2 separate regions of the Mus musculus genome follow, and region 1 is linked to region 2. Evidence: chromatin contacts called from public HiCAR-type data. All regions are on one chromosome and are shown on one strand. The core of a region is the stretch at or near the end of the contact, and the rest is flanking DNA. Distances in the headings are between cores, read along the strand shown.

Region 1 (5,145 bases), core at 1,720-4,219, 580 kb after region 2:
TTAGCAGTCATCTGGTGAACCCGTGTGAAAGCAAACTAGGGTGAGGGTTCCCAAGTCCACAGAATTACCTATTCATGCTCCTCACCCCAGCTTCAGCTGCCCCGTGGACAACTGTTCTTCAGCACCCATTCCACTTACACTCTGGATTCCCCCACCCCAAGAAAAGACTTCACTTGCTGGATAGGGAGATGTGCAAGAGCTCTTTTGTACAAACATCGTTTACCAAGGTTTCTGAAACCCTGGCCAATGGCTCAGTCCCGGGACACTAAACTGGGAAACTCTGAGAATAAAGTCTTAATCCAGCTTGGGATCGACTTCAACCAGGGTGTGGGACTCTCCTGGTGGCTCCTTGTACTTTTGTGAGATCATCGGGGAATTTTCCATCTTTTGGTAGGTGTGAGCCTGGCTGTTCTCCACCCCCCAGCCTACCTGTTTCTGCTTGTTGAGCCCAATCTATCTAAAAAGGTAAGTTTCCGTGAACGCCTTCATCCCAGATTGCCAGGATGGCTTGGAATGAAGCCTGCTGTGGATGACCCAGGGACACACATGCTCATGCCTACAGACCCCTATTCCAGAAGCTTAGTCTGATTATGAAGCAGGGGTCACGTAGGACGTGCTTGTTTATAACTGGTCAGAGCCAGTGTGGCTTGGAGCTCTGCCACCCCACTTAAAGTCCCCAGGAATCTATAAAGTAGTGACGCATATTATTACCACTTTCCCTTAAGCAACACAAGCTACCAACATGTCTAGTGAGTTCTAGAGTCACAGGACAAACGAACCCAATCAGCAAAGGCTTCTTCCATTCCTTTCCTTATTAACTAAGTGTGTTCAGGATGGGACTTGGTACCAGACAGGAGCATAGGCTCTTTGACACATCAGTGGACAGAAACAAAGATGGCCGCTGTTACCAGCTCAGGTTGGGGGTTACAAGAGGCACAGATAATTTGACAGTTGAGTGAGTCATGCATTTGTTAGAAGGTGTCAAAAGCCAGGACGAAAGGAAAGACAGAGGTGAGGAGTTAGGAGTACTGGGTACTGAGATCTGTATTTGAATCCTGAGTAGGGTGGGGGCTGGGGGCGGGGGGGGGGGTGGCGCGGGGGCGGTGGGTTAGCTCAGTGGTACAGTGCTCACTTGGTTTGAGGTCTTGGATTTCATTCTCAGCATTGTAAAATGAGACCCAAAGCAAGGCATTTAAAAAGAAACTGCACAGGGCTGGGGAGGTGTTTCAGTTGGCAAAATGCTTTCCATGCAAGCTTAAGGACCTGCATTCAATCCCAAGCACTGACATTAAAAAGCCAAAGGTGACAGTATGCTTCTGTCATTTCAGCCTTGAGGTACTGGAGACCGGAGGGCCCCTAAGGCTTGTTGGACAGTAAGTCTTGCCTAATCAAGCAAGCTGTATAAGCCCTGGAGGTCCAAGGCCTAAAGCAAAGAAGAAGTGTGAGGCCGGAGCACATGCAGGGCGAATGGAAACAAACTCAAAGCCAGAGCTAGAGTCGCTGGGGCCTGAGATCTGAATGACTCAGCACTGTTAGAATGACTCGGCACCACCATTAGAATGAGCCCCAGCTTCAAGCTCAATGGCACAGGAGGGAGACTCCATCTCCTCTCCTGGTCCTTCTCATCCTCTCCTCCTTTCTTCTTTTCTTCCTTGTTTTTTAACTCCACTGAAACTTAACCTCAAGGATCACGGGTATTGGGTCTACAAAGGAAAACCCTGGGTGGCTGGGGAAAGAACCCGGTTGGTACGTACACTTGCTATGCAAGCATGAGGAGCTGAGTTCTGATGTTCAGCATCCACATGAAAGTCAGGCACAACTGCACATGCTTAGTACCGCAGCACCGGGAGAGGGGGAGCAAGACAGGGAACCCCCAGCCTGCCACCCTTGCTGACCAGCAAGCATCCAGTTCAGCCAGAGACTCCATCTCGAGGCAGTGAGGCAAAGGGTGATAGAGGACACCAATGTCGTCCTCTGGTCTGTACCTGCATGTGCACCGTCACATACCCCAACACACCCCTCCTTGGCCAAGCCATTTTGAAGTCCACTTGTTCAGCTCAGATTTGGAATAGAAGCTCAGTTCTGTCTGATGGACGATTAGAGTAGGGCTGGGTATCTCACCACTGCATCCCACCTCGTCCCAGGGCATCCCACCCCATCCCACCCCTGACAGCCTAACCCTGAGGCCAAGTATGGTGTTGCACATTCATTATCCCAGCACTCAAGAGATTGAGACAGGAGAACCCTGAGTTCAAAGCAGCCAGCTTGGGCTACAAGAGGATTAAGAGTTTGAGATACTCCCATCTCAAAAATAAGTTAAACAAAATAAATAAAAAATAAAGCTAGCATCGGTGGTGTGCACCTTTGATCCCAGCAGCTGGCAGGTGGATACAGAAGGGATTAAGAGTTTAGGTCTTCCTTGGCTGCAAAACAATTTGTATAATTCCTTGGTTACATAAAAAAAAAGACTAGACTGGACTACCTAAGACTCTGTCTCAATAACAAAGAGAAGCAACCTCGAACTACCTCCAAACAGAGAATGGTGGTCCCTAGTGGGTGTCTCTGTAAAATTTATCTGGGCTAAGGAGGTGCTCAGGGTCCTGTAGAAGGGCTTTATAGGAAATATTGGGACAGAAAAGGCCACGAGTCTTCCCACCAAACTGCAGGTGTCAGGTAGGATCTGTCAGGTCTCCCCTTTCTAGCCTTCTTCAAGCATCTTGGGAGCATCTTTGCTGCTGCTGCTGCTGCTGCTGCTGCTGCTGCTGAGATGATCAGCAGCAGGCTCACTGCTCAGCATCCCGTTTGGACCAAACTGATCAAGACAATCTGGGAGAAGAGGGAGAAGAACCTACGGGAAGGGGCAATACTAATTTGTCTCTCTCAACTTGCAAAGATGGTACTGCGCAGGCACCTTCAGGGAGACGGCTGCAGTGGCAAGGAGTGGACAGCGGACAGGCTACTTTGGTCCTACACTCAGTGGAGACTCGGGACAGCAGTGCACACACACGGAGAGCAGGCGCTGTGCGTGCATAGGGGCGGGCGCCAAGTCGCTGCTTGCGCGCCCCCGCCTGGGGCTATAAAAGCCTTGCCACCTGCTGCCCTGGCTACGTAGCGCATCCGCTTGCCGGGAGGAACCAAGCTACGGCGGCTGCTGGACTGGATATGGACCCTGAGACCTGCCCCTGTCCTACTGGTGAGCCCCTTCCCCCTCCTGCAGCACTTTGCCCTTTCCTGGCAAAGAACCCACTCCTCTGTCTTCACTCAAGGACATTTGGGGGAGGAGTCCCTTCCCCCTACCCCCATCTTTAACCCTGTGATGATGATAATCTTCATTTAGGCATGGGGACGCCAGGTTTCCCTAGTATAATTCTTCGTGTGCTCTCTTAGGTGGTTCCTGCACCTGCTCGGACAAATGCAAGTGCAAGGGCTGCAAATGCACGAACTGCAAGAAGAGTGAGTGCACCCCCCCACCCCCAACCCCTGCCATAACCTCCCGCCGCGCCCACCCCACCCCCACCAGACACTATGAAGCAAAGCTTCCTGCTGCAGACCTTCAGATACCGAGGCTATTACAACCAATGTTAATTAACCCAATGTAAGGGGGATATTTTGATGAATTTCCGGAAGCTATTAAGATAGCCGCTTTGAAAGCTGAGCCCCACTCTTCGATTTTTCCAGAGCCCGAGGATCCCCAAGGAAGAATGGGGGGGTCAGCTTTAAAGTTGTAGTGCCTTGGCCCTTCTTAGGCTTTGTGGGGTCTCCTCAATCTGCTCTTTCCAGATTTCAGCGATGTAATATGCTTGGGGTGAGGTGTAGAGGTAGGACCAGCGCTTTCTTCTTCTCGAGTGTGGCTATGCATAGATCTCACGGATGTGCTGGCCTCGACATTATCCCTGCCCCTTCCCTGCTGCAATTCCGTCTCAGTACCTTTTACATTGGCTTGCCTTTTCCACCAGACCTAACTCTCCCTCTGGCCCAGGCCTGAGCCCAGCATTCCCAGGGAATTCCCTAGCACCCACCCAAAGAGCTGTGTGCTAGTTATAGGGTGACTCTCTACAGAGGCCCGGCAGTCACTGCAGTACCATGGATGCTGAGTCAGACCTGATGTGGCAGTATGAAGGGAGAGCCACCTGTCCTGGGCAAAGCCTGATGACTGTCCAGCCTCCCATACTGCTTTCCTCTGCCCTTTGATGGAGACAGATGCCGACATCAGACTGGGCACATATGTGCGCCCGCGCACACACACACACATTTTATCTACAGGCTGCTGCTCCTGCTGCCCTGCCGGATGTGAGAAGTGTGCCAAGGACTGTGTGTGCAAAGGTGAAGAGGGGGCCAAGGCAGAGGCCGAGAAATGCAGCTGCTGCCAGTGAGGACCCAGACCCTCCCACACAGCCTATGTAAATAGTGCTGGGTGTCCCTGGTGGGGCACAACTGTTGTCTTCCCCCCCCCCCCCCCCCCCGCCGGCTGCCTGCTCCGGGGTGTGAATAAATCCCATGCACAACATGAACCCAAGACTGGTCTCTTTTTCAAGTGCGAAGGATGTGGAAGGGTGGGGGAGGCCACTCAAGCCGGAGATTTAGGCTTCCCACCTGTTTGGGACCGGGACAGAGCCCTGGAGACAGTACAGACGTGCATGTGCTCACACACATGTGCACACACACAGATACCGTCATGTGACACTCCATTCTCCTCTGAAGTCCACCTAAGCTCAGAGAGGGAAGATGGCAGGTCAGGCCCATAGAGGTTTATCTGCCCAACCTAGAAACCTTTATCATCTGTATAGAGGGGCTACAGGGAATTAAAATCAGACTCTGGCACCAAACGCTTGTGATTTCTGTAATGTTCTAGTTGTTCCTCCAAAAACTGCCAGCTTTTATATACTGGAGGAGAATCCAGGCTACCCCGGACTTTATCTTGGCAGAACTGTGTCTCCAAGGTCACCTCCTTCCGTAGCCAGCTTGTCTCCCCCAACACAGATTGCTCAGCCCCTTTTCAAAGTCAATTTGGTTTGGCAATTGGTCTACAACTCCGCACCCCACTTCCCAAGGAAAAGAACAGTAATAAGGGCTTGCTTGTTTCCTTAGTTAAAGAAACCGTCAGTCCTTAATAAAGAGAACTCTCAGCCCCATCAGAGCTGCCAG
Region 2 (4,892 bases), core at 971-3,470:
TGCTCCTTTGAAAGAAACCACAGGCTCATGAAGGAAAACCAGCAATGGGATGTGATTGGGCTGTGCCGTGGGAGCTGAGGAATGTCCCCAAATCAGCCTCACAAGGGTGTTGACATAAACTACTCACTAGGTGGACCAGCTTGGGAGTAGTAGGGCAGATCTTAGCCTTGAGAGAAGCATCGGGAGGGCTGAGAGGCAGAGCCAGTGTCAAGTCTATCTACTGTTCTGGCACAGGCTAGCAAGTGACCTCGGGCAAGTTAGTAGGCCTGTACCATTCCAGTTTCTCCTACGGCACATGGAAAGGTGAAGCACTCATCCCAGGTCTTCCTAGGAGAGGAAGTAGAGGGATGTTTGGATTCTAACCAAGTTGAAAGAGCAGTTTTCATTTGACTGAGTTTATTTTAAAGCTACATTGTCCTCTCACCTATGAGAGCCACTGCCCTCCACTTCCATTCCATGCTGAGGATGACAGGCAACTGGGGAGCCTACCTGAAGTGCCTTCACACTTTCTTACATGTCTCAACCTACAGGGGGAAGCAGGCAAAGCTGAAAGCTGTGAATACCAAGAGTCTTTAACTACAGGCCCTTTCCCATGAAACAGAACAGCAAATATGGAGGCAAGCCTCCTGACTGAGTTCAACCCTCTTCCAATCATCACACCAACCTGTGCCTGGAAATTAAACCAAATCAAACAACCAGTGGAGCATCCAGGTACCAGGATGAGTGGGAAGAGCACTGGGGTAGAACAGAGAGCAGCTATCGGTTTCTCAAGGAAAGTGAAAGGCATCACGGGTATCCTGTGGACCCACTAACCTCTATGTTGGCTGCACTGATCACCTGGAGGTCAGGAAATATGGATTCTGTTATGTCTTCTAGTTTCTGAGCAAGCTGATTGTTTCTATGAGCTCTGTGTCACCATACTAAAAATCGAAGGACTCTATAGGCTGGGAGATTCCTAAGGGTGTGACTTTGGGCTACTGGCATTCACTCTGCCCATAGCATACAGAAGACTAGAAGTTGCAGGGTACAGATACTCCCAGGAACTGATGAGTGGTAGGGTAGGATTGCTTCAGTTTCCTCTCTCACCCCTTAGGCAGCAATTAGAGCCAGGTGCTTCCCTATTCCCAGAGATTCCCTATAGAACACACCTCTGCCCATCCATTGTGGTACCTACCTGATAACCCACCAGTGCTCAGACCCCTCACAAAACACACTTTCCCTTCATCCTACATGGGTTGAGAGAGTTGAACTAAGTCCAGCACAGCCCAGGTTCCTGCCATCTTCTTGCTCTGCCATCTCATCCGTGTCCCTAGCACTGCCTTCCACTTTGTTTCGTCAATGGGTGTCCCAGGCAGAGCTATGCCCTGGGTTACAAGAAACTCTAAGAGAAGCAATTTCCTGAAAGTGCATGAGATAGCAGGGGTACCCTTCTCATTTCTTCAGCTGTCTTTGGTGGGAATTTTGTTACACGGAAGGCTGGAGTCATGCCCAGGTTCAAGTATGTTAATAAGACAGAGGATAAGTGGTTACAGAAAGCTTACCTTCTCTGCTTTGACATTTATTGATATCTACCTATTTTCTGTGTTGCAGTACACACTTAAATCAAAGTACTATTTTCTGAATTCTCAAAGAACGATAAGAACAAGTCTGTCTTTCACAAAAGAGACTGTGTCTCTGAGGCGTCCCTGAACTCACTCACAAGCCATAAGAGGCAGAGGGAAGATCCAATGCCAAGTCCTAGTGACAGATACCTGTACTGTGATTGTTTTGCCTTCCTTTATATGATTGTGTTCTACATGGTTTGACACCCTAACTTTGGATAGGAGACAACTAGAGTCCAGAGAAAGGCAGACAACTCAGACAGAGAAATATAAACCAAGTTGGGCGAGAGCCCAGGAACCCCAGCCATCTGCCTCCTGCTTCATTCCAGGGTTCCTGCTCTAGACTGACCGTTTGCCAATAGCCCATGTCCAGCTCAGGCCCATCCCTGCTGTGCTGTGGCTGTGCTATATCTGCTCAGTGAGTGCAACAGCACCTGACCTTTCTAAATAAAAGCCCTACCCACCAAAAAGACATCAGTACCCACTGTCTTTGTTGCCTGGACAACAAAAAGACATTGGTTCCCACTGTCCTTGTTGCCTGGGCAGTCCCCTCTGGGCTCAGCTCAGGAACTTTGAACTGAATTGAATTGTACTCTCCCAGGTTAGGAGTGTTTATTCTCTTGGGCCCGACTGTTGTCACATAAGAACTAAACAGTGCAGCAGGACTGAGCCACTAGAGTCCCCAGATCCTCCCCTTGCTGTCGTCAGTGTCAGTTGCTTAGCAACTGCCTTTGGCAGATGGTGGTAGAGAGAGCATGCCAATCTCTCACAGGGCTAAAAATACATTCCAACAACGACTACAACGACGACAACAGGTCTATTTTAAAAGATACAAGGCGCTCCCAACGTCCTCCCTTGTCTGCGAGGAACCGCAGTATACCAGTCCCTCCAGGCTTCTGGTTCCATCTGACAGTGTGGAAGGGGGCGTTCAAGGAAAACAACAACGACAACAAAAAGCAAAATGAAATAAACAAAACTGAAAGGCCAAGCACAAAAGGGGTGCTCAGAACACTGTCATGGGATAGGAGAGATGGGAGGAAGAAAGGAGAGAAGAAATAGCAGAGTGGGAAGAAATATCTAGGAGCCAGCAGCGAGCCTCATTCAGCTCTATTTTTAACCTATTCAAGAGGGTGGGGTTAAGGAAGCAAGATCATAAACCAGAGAAACTTAGCTACGGGGGAGACACAGTTTCACAGCAGAGGAAGCAGAGGTGCTAAGCATGAAGATGAGGAACTGGCTCATAGCCCATGCTCATGGGGTGCAGTCTCTGGAGACAGGAGACCTCCAGCTCCTAACCAGCCTAACTGTTTAACCACCATCAGTGCAGAAGCCAGTCCTTCTGAGCATGTGCATAGCATTTACTTATTAACTGTTCGTCTATACATTTATGCATGGAGCCCTCTTTTATACACTCACTCGCACACTCATATCTGTAGTCACCCATTGATATACTAATTATACACACACACACACACATACACACACACACACACACACATACACATATACTAGTTACTCGCTTACACACTCATGTCCGTGGCCATTCATTTGTACACGTTCATGGTATGTGTATAATGCCTGTGGCCATTCATACATTACATACATGCATGTGATTCTTTATACACTCATATATACATTCATGCTCATAACCATTCTATTCATACATTTGCTTGTATAAGCACTCACGCGTGTGACCACTTATTCATGCAGCAATTATTTATTAAGTCCCTGCTGCCCTATTGTCCCTACCCTGGAGACACGGTAAGGGACAACTACACATGATCCTCCTGTTTCTTGTGGCCTCCCAGGTAAGATAGGCACTGGGCAGTTAAGCACTGGGGTACCTCTTGCTACCTCCTTTAGTGGCATGCCCATATCTGAGTCTACAGTCTCTCCAGCCACAGGCCATTGCTTAATTGAGACTGAAGATAAAAATAGGAGCTTTGGCTACATTTGACCTTCCAGTGTGAGTAAAAATATTAAAATATATTCCAGTACCATATCACCTGAAGTCCAAATTTAAACATGCCTCTTACATTTTCTTTCCTAGTTCTGCTCTATAAAATGAAAAGAACCCTGATCTCCTTGCAGGGTTGTTCTATGGATTAAAGGACAACATCAAGATTTCTGCCCAGGCACAGAGGTCCCAGTCGCTGGCCTCTCGAAGGAGAACTTGCATGGGGATTTTGCTCAGGCCAACTGTTAACCACCTCAGTGGTGGAAAGGGGAGAAATGCATGCAATCTGAGCCCCTTCCCTACAGATCTGGCTAGGGGTGATGGCTGGAGAGAACACAGCTTTATCCTAAGGCTAAGCCAAAAGATGAGAGACACCACATGGTGCTGGTGACAAGTGAATTGGCAAAGAAATGGAAGAACCCTGAGACAAGATGACTGTGCTTGGGGGTAGGGCAGGGTCGGCATCTCTCTGTGGGCTGCTTGTTAAGGGTAAGGATGCCAAGCCTGTAGCAGAGACTTCCCGAATCGGAATGTCTACTGAAGGATGTGCCCTTTAAGCAAAATCGCTGGTACAATTATGATGTATGAGAGCCACTGGCTTGGGGACTGGGGAGGAACTGTTCTCCCTGGGGAATCAAGATCACAAAAGGCCGCTGTGGAATGTGAGGTCCTGGCCTGGATCCTAGAGCCGGAGGAAAAAAAAGATCTTAGTGAGAAACTGGGTGAAATCCAAAACACATCAGTAGCTTAGTTAATGGGATTGTGCCCATGTTAATTTCTTTGCTTTGATCGCTGTTCCGTAGTTACATAAGACGTGAGCATCAGCAAAAGCTCAGGGAAGGTTATGGGGACTTGCTGTGCTAGGATTGCTACTCTTGTGTAAATCTCAAATTATTTCCAAATTAAAAGTCTGGAGGGAACAAGAAAAAAAAAAGCCTGCTTCAGCTGAAAGCCCATCGTGGGCCTTCCCCCAATCCCCTGACCCACCACAAACACTGTGTGAAAGCTACTCCAAGCCAGCTTTAGCTAAGCAAGCACAGGTAGCCGAGAGCCCCCATCTCAAAATGCAAACAAAGCACCTGAGGGTGTTGTTTCTCTCCCCTGCTGCTCCCACTGGGGCCTAAATGTCAAGCCCAATGAATTACATTTTAATCTGTCTGTGTTATCAACCTGGCCAAGGGCTTAATTGGATGCCAGGCACACCCGCTGGAAGGGTTTGCATAATTCATCAGTATGGAGGCTGAGGAGGCCTTTCATCATAAGCCAGGGAGGGAGGAAGAGAGAAGAGGGAGAGGGGAAGAAAAGAGCAGGCCATCAGGAGAGGACAGAGAGGA

Evidence for each region. HiCAR-type assays count read pairs that join an accessible place to other places.
Region 1: a HiCAR-type map of astrocytes shows a contact between it and region 2, with 3 times the contacts expected there. The contact joins the promoter of Mt3 here to the enhancer-like site in region 2. A contact is called at or near these places in 2 of 39 promoter capture datasets (the 3T3-L1 cell line and cranial neural crest) and 1 of 115 datasets of contacts at active chromatin or transcription factors (astrocytes).

Annotation. Positions count from the first base shown.
Region 1 is chr8:94,149,638-94,154,782 of GRCm38.p6, forward strand. Mt3 (metallothionein 3) reads left to right here and starts at 2,970. Exons shown (of 3, transcript NM_013603.2): 1 at 2,970-3,193; 2 at 3,388-3,453; 3 at 4,264-4,511. The coding sequence starts at 3,163. The coding sequence ends at 4,373.
Region 2 is chr8:93,567,556-93,572,447 of GRCm38.p6, forward strand. All of the region lies in intron 9 of Gm26843 (a long non-coding RNA gene), which reads right to left. Among named protein-coding and RNA genes, the nearest start is that of Ces5a, 34 kb to the left of the region's middle. Within about 2 kb of position 2,221, at least 115 of the 459 cell types and tissues checked have an H3K27ac peak or open chromatin away from gene starts, as enhancers often do. A contact at or near this core is called in astrocytes, where this site is marked.